Regions from separate parts of the Mus musculus genome. Here region 2 is linked to region 1. Evidence: chromatin contacts called from public HiChIP or PLAC-seq data. All regions are on one chromosome and are shown on one strand. Each heading gives the region's core, a stretch centred on a gene start, on an enhancer-like site or on the middle of the called end of the contact. The rest is flanking DNA. Distances are from core to core; before and after follow the strand shown. Region 1 overlaps Gm34597 (a long non-coding RNA gene). Region 2 has its middle 5.0 kb from the start of Gm34853.

Region 1 (6,691 bases), core at 3,049-5,548:
GATGTAGAGGTGCTTTTTCTCCCGGCTTGGGCTATAATCCTTTCTGACCAATTGCTGATTTGGAAGCCTGGGACCTATTCCCATCTCTTTGTGTTTAGAAAACATTCCTGAACAGGGCAGGTTTTGGACAAGAGCATTTCTGAGGTATCTTTGGAGAATAATCTTGCAAAAGTATTTAATGCAGTCCCTCCCTGTTTCTTAGTACACCCCCCCTCCCCATAGGTGCTCAATAAATGTGACCTCACTGATGAGAGAAAGAATAAGTGGGTGGCTAATTGATTAGACAGCCAACATTGTCACTGTCTATGTTCCCGGGTGCAGGACCCAGGTCCTCACTGGAAAACCACTCTGTTTTGTAGGAAGGTCTTGCAATAACAACTTGCAGGCGTGTCTGATTCTTACTGTGCCGGGGGTCCAGTGTAGGCAGCCCACCTTATCTACTCTTGTGTAGGTAGCTCAGCACAGGAAGCTGTATCTGATATCCTTCCAAACAAATGAGGCTGCTACTTCCCACCCACTAGGATGGCTATTCTCAAAAGAGAAAAAGAAAACAGAAAGTAACAACTGGTCCGGAGACTGTGGAAAGGCTGTGCATCGGGGTGCCGGAATGTAGAATGCCGCAGCTGCTTGGGAAACAGTTTGGCAGGTCCCCCAGCAAGTTAAATATAGAATCTAGCGATGAACATATGATCCAGCAATTCCACTCTCAGTCACCCAGAAGAATCAGAGAGCGATGCAAGCAGGTTCCTGCTACCATGTTCCCAACAGCATCACACACAGCAGCCAAAAGGTGGGAGAACCTAAATGTCTAGCAATAGTTGAGGAGCTGAACAAAATGTCTGTGGGTAATGCAAGCATGTGTATATGCATGGTTGTACCTCTCTATATTTCTATGTGTGGGATAACATGCTTCCTTAAAAGGAGATTGTGAAATGTAAATGAGCTAAATACCTAATAAAAATGGAAAAAAAAAGGAGATTGTGATACATGCTCTAATACAGGGGTAAATCTTGAAAACACATGATATGTAATAAACCAGGCATGTGAGAGCTAAGATTAGGGGGCTGGTGAGATGGCTCAGTGGTTAAGAGCACTGACTGCTCTTCCAGAGGTCCTAAGTTCAAATCCCAGAAGCCACATGGTGGCTCCCAACCATCCGTAAGGAGATCTAATGCCCTCTTCTGGTGTGTCTGAAGACAGCTACAGCGTACTTACACATAATAATAAATAAGTCTCTGGGCTGGAACAAGTGGAGCCAGAGTGAGCAGAGGTCCTGAGTTCAATTCCCAGCAACCACATGATGGCTCACAACTGTACAGCTACAGTGTACTCATATACATAAAATAAATAAATCTTTTTTAAAAAAGAGCTAATATTCTATAAGCCTATCAATATAAGGTGTTCGCACAGGAAAACTATTACAGATGGGCCAACAGTGGTGGAGTTACTTGATGGCTACAGAGTCTCAGTTTAGAATGATGGAAGCTTGCAGATATGGAAACAGTGACATCTGCCCAGTAGTGACAATCCACTCAGCGCTGTGGAGTTGTACTCTTAGAAGCAATTGCATAGTTCGGATTCACTCAGAGGCACTCACAGCCCAACAGAGAGTGGAGCCTGAGAACTCTTATGGAAGAAAAGGAAGAAAGATTGCAGTCCCAAAGGAGATGGGAACTCTACAGGAAGACCAATAGAATCCTCTAACCTGGACCCTTGGGGCTCTCAGAGTTTGAACTACCAACCAAAGTATATACATGGACTGGATCTAGGCTTCCCTGCTCATATGTAGCTTGGTCTTCATGTGGGTCCTAAATAACTGAAGCAGGGGCTGTCCCAAAGGCTTTTGCCTGCATGTGGGATATGCTCTACCAGCTGGGCTGCCTTGTCTGGCATCAGTGGGAGAGAAGTAGCCTAGATTCACAGAGACTTGATGTATCAGGATGGGGGCATACAGGGGGGGGGGCGCACCCACTCAGAGGAGAAGGGGAGGGGGGATAGGGGCAAAGATTATAGGAGGGGGTGACCAGGAGGTAAAGTGATTAAGTAAGATAATAAATAAAATAAAATAAATACTTTAAAAAAATTCAGTCAGAGAAATCAGACAAGAAAACCAAGGGAAAAGGGATACAAGTACAAAGGAAAGGAAGAAGTTCAAGTGTGTGTGACTGCAGATGATGCGATCTTATGAATGGAAGCCTGCAAACACTTCACCAAGAAAATGCCTAGAAGTGCCAGACAAAGTCAGCAGCAAACTATGCTGTCGGCCTACAAAATCAAGAACTTCTAAGATATATTGGCATGAAAATTACCGAGAATGTTTAAAAGCCCTGTTATCAACAGCTTTCCCTCTAAAATAAAATCGTTAAGAATCAGCATATCCAAAGAGATGGAAGATCTCTATTGATGAAACTATGCAGCACTAAAGGAGGAGTTTGGAAGAATTGAAGACAGAAAGACATCGGATGTCCATGGATTGGCAGAACTACTATTGTTCTATTGTTAGTACGGTCACACTAGCAAGTGCAAAGTGCGGGTTCCACGAAATCCTTCAGAACTCACGAAGTTCTCTATAGAGCTAGAAAGAACAACCCTGAAATGCATTTTGCAGCATAAAATACCCAAAGATAAATAAAATACTCAGACATAGCAATTCTGAGTAAAAAATAGCTATGATGCTGGAAGCATTTCACTCTCTGGATGTCAAATCATACTACTGTGTAGTACTGTAGTCATAGTAACAAAACCTGAGTTACAGGCACAAAACAGACATTTAGAACAACATAACAGAGTGAAGAAATAAACTCATCCATCCACGGTCACCTGTCTGTCTGTAGTCAGAGGTGCCCCCCACACACACTGGAGAAAACACAGCTCTTTGACAAACTGGTGGAAAAAAACCCTGTATATCCTCATGTCAAAGGTGGGAGCTAGAGCCATACTCTTACCCTCTACAAAAATTGATTAAATGGATCAAAGACCTTAACCTACAACTTGAAATTTTGAAAGTGGAACAGGGGTGCTGGAGAGATGGCTCAGTGGTTAAGAGCACTGACTGCTCTTCCAGAGGACCTGAGTTCAATTCCCAGCACCCACATGGTGGCTCACAACCATCTATAATGGGATCTAGTGCTCTCTTCTGGTGTGCCTGAAGACAGCAGCAGTGTACTCATAAAATAAATAAATCTAAAAAAAGGAAAGTACTTCAGGAAAATAATAAAAAACACTTCAAGATTTTGGCACAGGAAAAATTTTCCTAACTAGAACTCTAGTAACACAGGAAATAATTCCAGAACTGGTCACTAGGGCTTCATAAGTGAAATAGTTTCTGCACAACAGAAAATATAGCAGAGTGAAGAGACTGCTTAGAAAGTGGGAGAAAAAATTTCCTAGCTATTCAACTGACTGACTGACCCTTAAGATTCACAATATATAAAGAGTTAAGGAGATACAACACTACACAACCAAACAATTCAGCTATCAATGGGCACATGAACTGAACAAAGACTTCTGAAAAGAAGCATGAACTGACAATAATCACCTAAACAGTGGTTCTCAACCTGTGGGTCATGACCCCTTCAGAAGTAGACTGATCCATTCACAGGGGTTGCATGTCATATCCCCTGCATATCAGATATTTACTTTATAATTCATATATAACAAAACTATAGTTACAAAGTTGCAACAAAAATAATTTTATGGTTGGGAGTCACCGCAACATAAGGAACTGTATTAAAGGACTGCAGCATTGGGAAGATTGAGAATCACTGATCTAAAGAAATGTTCAGATTCTTTCAGTGTCAGGGAAATGCAACTCAAAACTGAGATTCCATCTCACCCATTGGCATAGCTGTCATAAGGAAAACAAACCAGGATGGGGCAGGGCTGGAGACCCGGCTCAGTAGTCAAGAATGCACACTGTTCTTCCAGAAGACCAAAGTCTAGCTCACAGCACCCACATTGGGTGGCTCACAACATCTTCTGACACCAGGTCCAAGGGATCGATGCCTTTTCCTGGCCTCTGAGGACCCCTCCACTCACATGCACATATCCAAACACAGGCACGCACACACACATAATTAAAAACAAATCTTCAAGGATGCACATTCTTGCAATATTAAGAATTGCACACGTCCCAGCAATAACTTTAAAAAATATAGAAAACAAATATCAACAGATCCTGAAAAACTGTGGGAGGTGGGGATAGAAAGCCTTCTACACTGAAGGTTAGAATGTCAAGTACATCAGCCACTGTGGAACCAGTGGGAGGTTCCTTGAGATGCTAAAAATAGAACGATGGTGACTATTCAGCTGTACTGCTCCTGGGTGTATCCCCAGAGACTTCAAAGTCAGCAGTACAGCAGAGAGACTTCCAACACCTGCACTTATTGTGACATGATTCACCATACTGCAGTTATGGAATCCACAGATGGACGGATAAACAGCACGGGCGCTGTTGAGCAACGAAGAATCAAATCATACCACTTGTAGGAAAATGGATTGGCCTCCAAGCAGAGTAAGCCAGACTCAGATAGATATCATGATGTTATTTCATGTGTGGACTCTAGAGGGGAGATAGATAAAAAGAAGATGGCGTGAAAGTGGGTGGCATATACTAAAGATGAGAAAAGTGGTGTGAGGAGGGAGGAGAGAGAGGAAAGGTGTCAGCAAGTATGATCGATGTGCGTTATCTGTACGTCTGAAATCGGATGGAAGCCATTATTTTATACAATTAAGAGGCACTGTGTCAGTCATTCTTTCTTGTGGCTAGGACCAACTTCCTCAATGAACCAGTTTATGGGGCTGGACACATGGCTCAGGGATGAAGAGTGCTCGCTGCTCTTCCAGAGGACCTCAATCTGGTTCCCAGTAATCAGGCAGCCCAAAAAGTCCCTAGAACGCCTGCTCTAGAGGATCTGATGCCCTCCTATAGCCTCTCTGAGCACACACAGACACGTGGTATGTACACAGAAGACATGCAGATGTACATTTTAAAGAACAAATTTAAAGGAGGAAAAACAATGTGCTTGCATCATGGTTTCAGAAGTTTTAGTCCCTGGTTCTTGGCCCCATGCATTTGAGCAGAACATCGGGAGCAGAGAGAGAGAGAAGAAGGTATTATAGACGATAATGTTCAAAGACACCTCTCCCAGGGGCCTAACTCCTCCAACCAGGTTGTATTTCCTAAACTATTCATCTCCTTCTATACGGAGCCACCAGCTAGAGCCCAGAAGATCAACACATGGGCCTACCAAGGCTATGTCATATTCAAACCGTAGAACATGCCAATCATTTTTTATGTGGTTACAAGAATGCTACAAACTAGAGTTCCTGTGAGACCTTTCTCAGAATTGACAAGACCTGGGCCAAGGATGAAAAAGCTACCCAGTGGTAGATTTTATGTATATTCATTAGCATAGTGAAACAAAGAAAAAAAATCCAAAAGCAGTATGTGTGGGACCAGAAGCAGACAACCCCTCTCAGGTATGTTCCGCCCCGACATTGTGCTAAATGCTCTTCTCAACTTCTCAAGGTGCATTGTAGCTTACAAATGACATCCAAGCTCTCTGTCTCCATCTTGATGTCATGTGGGGGGGGGGGGTGGAGGGAGACCACTAATCCTCCTAAAAACTGACATAAATGAGACTCAAAGACTTCAGCTCATCAAGTTCTTGTCATTAGCCAGTAGTTCAGCCAGCCCCGGCCTTCACCCAGGCCCTTGCACTGTCGAGTCTCTATCTGTCTCTTCAGTTTATTTGCCATGTCAGTGCCCTTCAGGAAAACTGCAGTGAAGCACCTGCCTAGCAACCCTGGTAAGGCTGACCTGAGAAACCCTGAAAAACTCTGGCCCAAAGGAATGTATCTTAGTCAGGGTTTCTATTGCTGTACAAAAACATCATGACCAAGAAGCAAGTTAGGGAAGAAGGGGCTTCATTCAGCTTACACTTCCACGTTACTGTTCATCACCAAAGGAAGTCAGGACAGGAACTCACACAGGACAGGAACTTGGAGGCAGGAGCTGATGCAGAGGCCATGGAGGGGTGCTGCTTATTGGCTTGCTTCTCCTGGCTTGCTCAGCTTGCTTATAAAATCCAGGACCACCAGTCCAGGGATGGCACTACCCACAATGGGCTGGGCCCTCCTCTACTTGATCACCAACTGAGAAAACTCCTCACAGCTGGATCTCATGGAGGAATTTTCCTTAAGGGAGGCTCCATTCTCTGTGATAACTCCAGCTTGTGTCAAGACAGACAAAACCAGCCACTACAGACAGTAAGCTGTCTGCATCCCCAGTGGGTGCACTCGTATCCCCCATGGGGCAGAACATATCCCCCACAGGGCAGAGCGGGTCACAGCTTGCTTCTGGATAGGGACATGAGATAAATTGAGTTTAAAGATATATCTTGACTATAAAATAAGCGGACACCCCACAGCCTTCTCCCTAATCCCTCATGCGCACAAAGGTCTTTTTCAAGGTATTGACCCTCAATTCTAATCTTCTGTGTGTCTGGGAACAGTGTTCCTCCTGCAGGCTCATAGGCAGTCTGTCAAGAGAACTCGTCCCTAGTTTGACAGCTGAGTCCAGCATCTTTGGCAAGGAATCACTGTTTGAAAGTATCAGGCGGCGACTCCCTCCCACCTGGTGAAACTCATTCAGATCATTTTTACTTTTGGACATAAGGTCAATTTCTTC
Region 2 (6,691 bases), core at 1,436-3,935, 190 kb after region 1:
TAGCAACTTCTTACTTCCCTGATTTCTTCCCTAACGTGTTGCCTATGAGGCTAGGGGAGAGTTCCTTCTCATTTCTCCCTATTGGACTACTTTCACAATGCGAATGCGTTACTGTTCCCTTTCAGAACCAGAGCGTCATCTTCCGAGACTGCTTGGGTCCACCCTGTGGTTGCATGTGTGTTTATCAGCATTAGCCATGTAGCCATCATAAAAATACATATTTATTTTTTATAGTCTCGGGGCTGGCAAGCCCAAGATCAGGGGCCTCATATCTCATGAGTATCCTCGTGGATTACTGACTCTAATGGAGGGCAGAAAGCAATACAGCAATACAGAACAAGAGAAGGAAGTGGAACTTTTCCATTTCCCGGGCCCCCACTCCATGAAAACCAACCCACTACTCTGTTAATGAAGGCACAGTTCTTGCAGGGTCCTTCTTCTCACCGTGGTTGCTCTGGGATTGTTTCTTACTCATGGGTGGTGGTGAACACATTCAAACCTTAGCAAATTCTAAGAACTGGACCACTGAAGGGTTTTTGCATATTTGGGCTACCTGCTTCCTGTCAGTTGACACCACTATGCGCTCTCTCTCTCTAGCAAAGCCTGCCTGAACGCATCACATCCCCCACTGATCCACTGCCCTCCTGTCTCCTCTCCGTAGATGAAGGAGAGTGAAGCGCTTGCTTTTCTGGATAGTTGGGTTGGTGCTGGGTCCTTGGATGAGGTTTGCTCACGGAGGTGGGTGGGGTTTTCATGGGACTCGGGGTGTCTGCCTGTGTCAGTTTGGTTACACGCCCACGCTCCTTCAGAGAAGAGGTGTGATGCATACTGAGGTGGATGCCAGCTCAGCAGAATGTAGAGCCACGTTCATTCTGCTCCCAGCTACTTGTTCCTAGAAAGTTGCATCAAAGTGATTCTGCCACTGCTCTCCCTGTAATTTCAGAAATCTGTCTCATATTCAAGTTAACATCCTCTTCCTCCCCCTCCCCGACTCTCCCTCCTCCTCCTCCTTCTCCTCTCTATTCACATTCTTCCAAAATGGGGAAGTGGAGGGGTGTGAGTACTGCACTTGAACCCATCTCTTCCCAACTCTATATCGCCACCAACAATCCAAGTGGACTCTCTCTCCTGATGTCACTGTTTTCCCCAAGGATAGAGAGCAGGGAATGCCTAGGAATGGTTTTGTCTCCCCAAACCTTGACAGATCCTGTTGCTGGTGAGGACAAGGTAGGAAGGGCATTGAAGAAATCTGTGGCCCGGGGATCTTTGATAGCACAGAGACTGATTTCATTTGCTCTGAAGCTGGAACTGGGAGTCCTCGTGTGCCCAGGGCTCCTCTGTCCTCTCTCCTCACACAAACCAGTTTCCCAGCATTCTGCAAAAGCAGCTCATGAGCCACAAGAAATCCTACATAGGAGACTGTCTTGGAAAACAAAGATAAATCTAAAGTTCTGGTGTGGAGAGAAGTAGAAGAAGGCTAGCAGGGGAAGGTGGGTGGGGTTAAGGGAGGGTAATGGCAGTGGGGGGCCAAAGTACATCATCTGTTGGTAGGAAAATGTCTTCATGAAACTCCATATTTTGTACAATAACTACAAGCTAACAAAGGGGTAGTAGTGGTGCTAGTGGTGTCACATGCCTTTAATCCCAGCACTTAGGAAGCATAGACAGGTGGACCTCTGAGTTTGAAGCCAGCCTGCTCTGCAGAATGAGTTCCAGGACAGCCAGGCCAACATAAAGAAGCCCTGTCCCAAAAAAATAAAGAAAGAGGGAAGGGGAGGGAGATGGGAGAAAGAGGAAGGAGAGGGGAGGAGAGGGAAGAGAAGGAAGAGAAGAGAAGAGAAAAGAAGAGAAGAGAGAAAAGAAGAGAAAAGAAAGGAGAAGAGAAAGGGAAGGGAAGGGAAGAGAAGGGAAGGGGAGGGGAGGGGAGGGGAGGGGAGAGGAGAGAAGAGAAGAGAAGAGAAGAGAAGGAGAAGAGAAAGAGAAGAGAAAGAGACGAGAAAGAGACGAGGAAGAGACAGGAAGAGACGAGGAAGAGACGAGGAAGAGAAAGAGAAGAGAAGAGAAGAGAAGAGAAGAGAAGAGAAGAGAAGAAAAGAAAAGAAAAGAAAAGAAAAGAAAAGAAAAGAAAAGAAAAGAAAAGAAAAGAAAAGAAAAGAAAAGAAAAGAAAAGAAAAGAAAAGGTTTCCCATTGGAGAAGTCCTGGATTCCAAGCTCAGAGGACACTGTGCACACAGAGCTGCGAATGCTGTTCTGTACTCCTTGGATCAGCTTCTTTCTTGTCTTGAAAGGACCGCAGGTCTCATCGTGCCCAGGTGTCTGGCGAGGAGAAAGATCAATGTGGAGTAAGAAGAGTATCATTCACATTACTCATTTCATAGTGAGGTCAAATAACTTCTCAAACAGCACACCGGAAGTGGATGAACTACAGGTCACGTCTAACTTTTGCCAGCGCTCTCCTACTCTGCACTCTTGACCTCCAAGGTCAAGACAGAGAAATGCGGAGAGGTCCATCGGCTACCCACATGACCTACCCGAGTGAGCCAGGCCAGCTCTGGGCAGACACTCCCTGTCACGTCCCACAGCTAGATCAGTGTGGCCAAAGGGTGACACACGTCACAGCGTCTGACACCCTCATCCCTTTGCCTCGGTTTACAAACCTGAGCTCTGGGGCGCACAGGCAAACCTCATTGAAGCTCCGTGCAGTTAACACAGACTTCCGCTTGCGACAGGTTTCCTTCCCACACTGGCTGTGGTTTTTCTCTTCCGGTCCCTGACCCCTTTCTTCTTTTGTTTTACGCTAAAAGCTTTAGCCGGAAAACGTAGAGCCAAAGGAATGGAATAAACGTTAGCTTCAGCCTACAAAAAAGGAGTCCTTAATAGTGGATGTGAGAAAGTACTTCACTGAATAACCAGTTCGTCCTGAATTATTTAGATAATCTTTTATTTCATTTTATTTCTGGAAGCTCAGACACAGAACAAAAGCATGCCCTGGGCTAAATGCAGAGACAAAAGTGCAGAGTGTTTTGTTTTGTTTTGTTTTGTTTTGTTTTGTTTTGTTTTGTTTTGTTTTGTTTTGTTTTGTTTCTGAGTCCTGCTCCACCTGCTGAACTTCATGCCCTCCTAGCTTTGAGACCAGAAGAATTCAGACCTGTGGGAGAATGCATTCTACGAAGGGAATCAGAGTCAACCTCTATGCCTGGGAAGTACTGACCAATTGGTCCCAAAATTGGCCTAGGCTTTCTCAGTGAACGCAGGAAATCTTGTAGCCTAGGATAGCCCTCAGTCCAGGCAAACTGAGTTGTTGACCATCCTGGGACACACAGGGGTTCTGTGGGAAATGCAGGGGTTCTGGGGGATGGGCATACCAGCCTTTGGGTTCTTTTCCTTCAGCTGGTTTTTGTTTGTTTGTTTGTTTTTTGTTTTTGTTTTGTTTTGAGACTGTTTTGTTTTATAGCCCAAGCTAGCCTCAAACTCACCAACCTCCTGCCTCAGCTACCTGAGTGCTAGGTATCTACCACTGTCTCATCCTACCTTAGCAGAAGTAGAGTAATCCAGAACCCTGGTGGGCCTGATGCCCCATGCGGATACAAGGGGAAGATGCTGTGTGCAGAAGGTAGGGTGTCTAAATGTACCCATTAAAATGTTCTCCTACTGCTCTGATGTATATATGTGCATTAGCGTATATATAATCACACAAGTCCAACCTGACAACTGCAGAATTTTTTTAAAAATAAAAACGACAAGAAGGAAGTCCTTAGTACGCATAATCGTTTTGAGACTTCAAGGTTTTAATATAACCTTATGCCTAAGAGCTAACCATGCTAGTCTTTTCCAGGATAAAGATCGATAAAATGAGGCTGTGAAGCTATCTTTCACTTAACAATATAGGATCAAAGCTGTGTCAACAAGGATGCTTTTATGACGTCATTTCAATGAGCACCACAGAATATTCCACATCGCACCAATAGCACAGTTTACACAACTTTGATTTAGTAGCATGTTTCTGCTGCTTTTAATAATCCTTCCAGTGTTATCACTGTCTAAGTGCTGAAGACCCGGTGATATATTTAGCACGAGGGTAGAGCTTTGTGCCTCGCTTGGCGCTTGGATCCAAGCTCAGTGAAGAGACAGGGAAAGCTTCAAGGATGTGTGGCTAAGTCAGCTCCCAGAAGGATCTCACAGAGCTGTGAGCAAAGCCACGTCTTACTCCTTCCACTGTCACCAGGCCCCAGACCTAGCCAAAGTCTTATGACTGGGGTGTGGCTTCCAACACTAAAGTCCCAAGTGCAAACTGTGGGCGTGAAGGAAGCCGGGCAAGGAGGACCCAGGGCTTCTTGTTTTGGCAAGGCAGATAACTAGTGAACTGTACAAATGGGAACACTGTTCAAAGACATTTCTAGCCTTGTCACCTTAGAACTCTGCTGTGGGGAGTTGGAAGGTATGATGAGGAAGAGAAAGACACGAAGCCGTAAAGCTCCTGCTTTCTGGGCTCCATTCCAGAATCATTATTGGGGTTGGGGTGGGTGGATGGGGTGATGTAGACAGGGCGGTGTTGACTGGGAGCTTTTAACTGTTGAGGCTGATGGTGCACAGACACACGATGGACTAATGACCCTTTCTCTAGTAAACACTGAAAGCTTTTTTTAACAAAAGCAGTACATGTTTAGAAGGCAGTAAAAGTGTGGGTGGGGATGTAGGCTAGAACATCATTTCTGGACCCTAAGCAGTAAGCTTTCTCTGTGGGTCACAACCCAGACAACAAAAGACCTTTGGCTAGCAATTGTTTTTCATTTGCAACTATTATTTTTTCCAACAGTCCCCAAGGAATAAAAGAAGTTTTTTGTTTGGTTGGTTGTTTGGTTGTTTTTTTTTGCACTTAAACTGGGTCAGAATAAGATCCTACTGCTGCACTCATAACGTTCACTCTACCTAGAAACTGTTCCGTTGCCACTTGCCACATTTAGTGGCTCAGCAGATAGGCCACTAGACTATTTATCTGGAGTTGCATGGCTTCTCAGGGTTACCAGCAAATAAAACCCATGCAATTCCAGATAAATAGCATATATTTATTTTAATACATGTGTCTATGCAACATGCAGGGCTTACTCATGTTAAAACATATCACTGATCTGAAATTCCAATGTAAGTGGGCATCCACATTTCATCTGGCTCCTCTACTCCAGTGGCTTATAAAATGTAGGTGATTCCACCTGCCCCACCCTACTTTACCTCATGCCATGCCTCAGCCTACCCAAAGTGACCAGACTAAAGTCATGTAATCATGAGTCTGGATATTTCATGACTGCCCTTCTCCGTCTTCCTGGAAAGGCATTCTCCCACAGCTGGGTGGCTTTGAGCTGTGTATCCTGCCTAGTTTCTGGTCACGGAAGGGAAGTGTAGAAGGAGAGAATTATCTGCTTGTCACCAAGCAAATCTGCTCTCTAAGATGAGACATCCCACACATCCACCCAACGGAGCTGAGGTTCAAACTCTTCCGATGCACACATCATTATTGCTGCCACAAAGTCTACACATACAAATAGGTGTGATAGAATGTCGTCTTCAAAGGAAGAAGAGCAGTCACATGCTGGCGAGCAGGAGGTAGTTGGCATCCAACTTCACTCTGGCAACCCTGTCTCCACCTGTCACTATCCGTTCCAGATTATCAAGGCTAAGATGATGGAGTTTCCAATGTTAGAAAGTCGTCCATTTTCCCAAGTGCCTATCACTTGACAGCTCATTAGCATCCTGACTGGACGTGAGCCAGAGGAAGGAAGTGATAAACCACCATGAGTCAACATGTTTCTTGCCAGAAGTTCTCGTAAAGGGAGCAAGAGTTGTGTGAGGGAGAGAAATCAGAAGAGAAAGTTTTAGGGGTCGTGGGGATTTCTCCTTGCCCTCCAAATCAGAAATAAACAAGGCTTATCTCTTAAGGTTGACTTCTCCAGACAGAATGTTCTAGAAAGACTCTCAATTCTGTTGCCCACAACCATAAGAAACATCCACCTTCCATTCTTTCTATTCTGCTGTGAGGTTAAACAAAGGGCAGAGAGTGGGCAAACACAGTGACTTTTTGAGCTGGGTGTAAGATCCAGGTGGGTGAGAAGGAAGGTGGCATTCCTCAGGAGACAACCAAAGGTTCACAAAGTCACTGTCAATGGGTATGCTTGATTATAAGAGCAGAGTCTCCCCCCAATGTAGATGAAGGAGGAGTCTAGCCAAAGAATGACATCATTTGCAGTACATAAAAAGAGCCCTTTGCTTTTGTTTGTTTGGTCTAGCGTTAGCCTTAAATGGGAAAGACAGTCACAGGAAGGGGTAAATACCCTCAAAGTGCACTGACGCGCATGCCTGAAAATGTTATAGTGAAGCTCACTGTACACTGACTAAAAATTAAAAGTTGTAAGTAAGGATCCTATGGATTTAGTGCTTCATAATAGGGGGAAGGGGAAAGAATTGAAGTTCAGGGAAAAGAGGAGAGCCAAGCAAACATGTCAAAGAGAAAGATGGTCAGAGAGAAAACTGCCCCAACCAGAGACTCAGCTAAGGTGTTCTACAATAGTAACCTCAGCAGCCATATAGAAATGATTTATTATGGAAAATTCAATCATATACAAAAGAAAACAAGATAGTATAATGAACCTCAGGGTGCAATTATTCTGTGCTTCAATTTTTGTCTTTAAGATTTATT

What was found. HiChIP or PLAC-seq counts read pairs in DNA pulled down with a chosen protein or histone mark.
Region 2: a contact with region 1 is called in an H3K27ac HiChIP or PLAC-seq map of large pre-B cells, with 2.1 times the contacts expected there. The contact joins two enhancer-like sites. A contact is called at or near these places in 1 of 484 Hi-C or Micro-C datasets (nephron progenitors) and 6 of 115 datasets of contacts at active chromatin or transcription factors (the HPC-7 cell line, T-cell acute lymphoblastic leukemia, bone marrow-derived macrophages and 3 more).

The regions. Positions count from the first base shown.
Region 1 is chr8:35,236,808-35,243,498 of GRCm38.p6, forward strand. All of the region lies in intron 1 of Gm34597 (a long non-coding RNA gene), which reads right to left. Among named protein-coding and RNA genes, the nearest start is that of Gm34597, 5.3 kb to the right of the region's middle. Within about 2 kb of position 4,299, at least 8 of the 459 cell types and tissues checked have an H3K27ac peak or open chromatin away from gene starts, as enhancers often do.
Region 2 is chr8:35,428,211-35,434,901 of GRCm38.p6, forward strand. No RefSeq gene overlaps it. Among named protein-coding and RNA genes, the nearest start is that of Gm34853, 5.0 kb to the right of the region's middle. Within about 2 kb of position 2,686, at least 92 of the 459 cell types and tissues checked have an H3K27ac peak or open chromatin away from gene starts, as enhancers often do.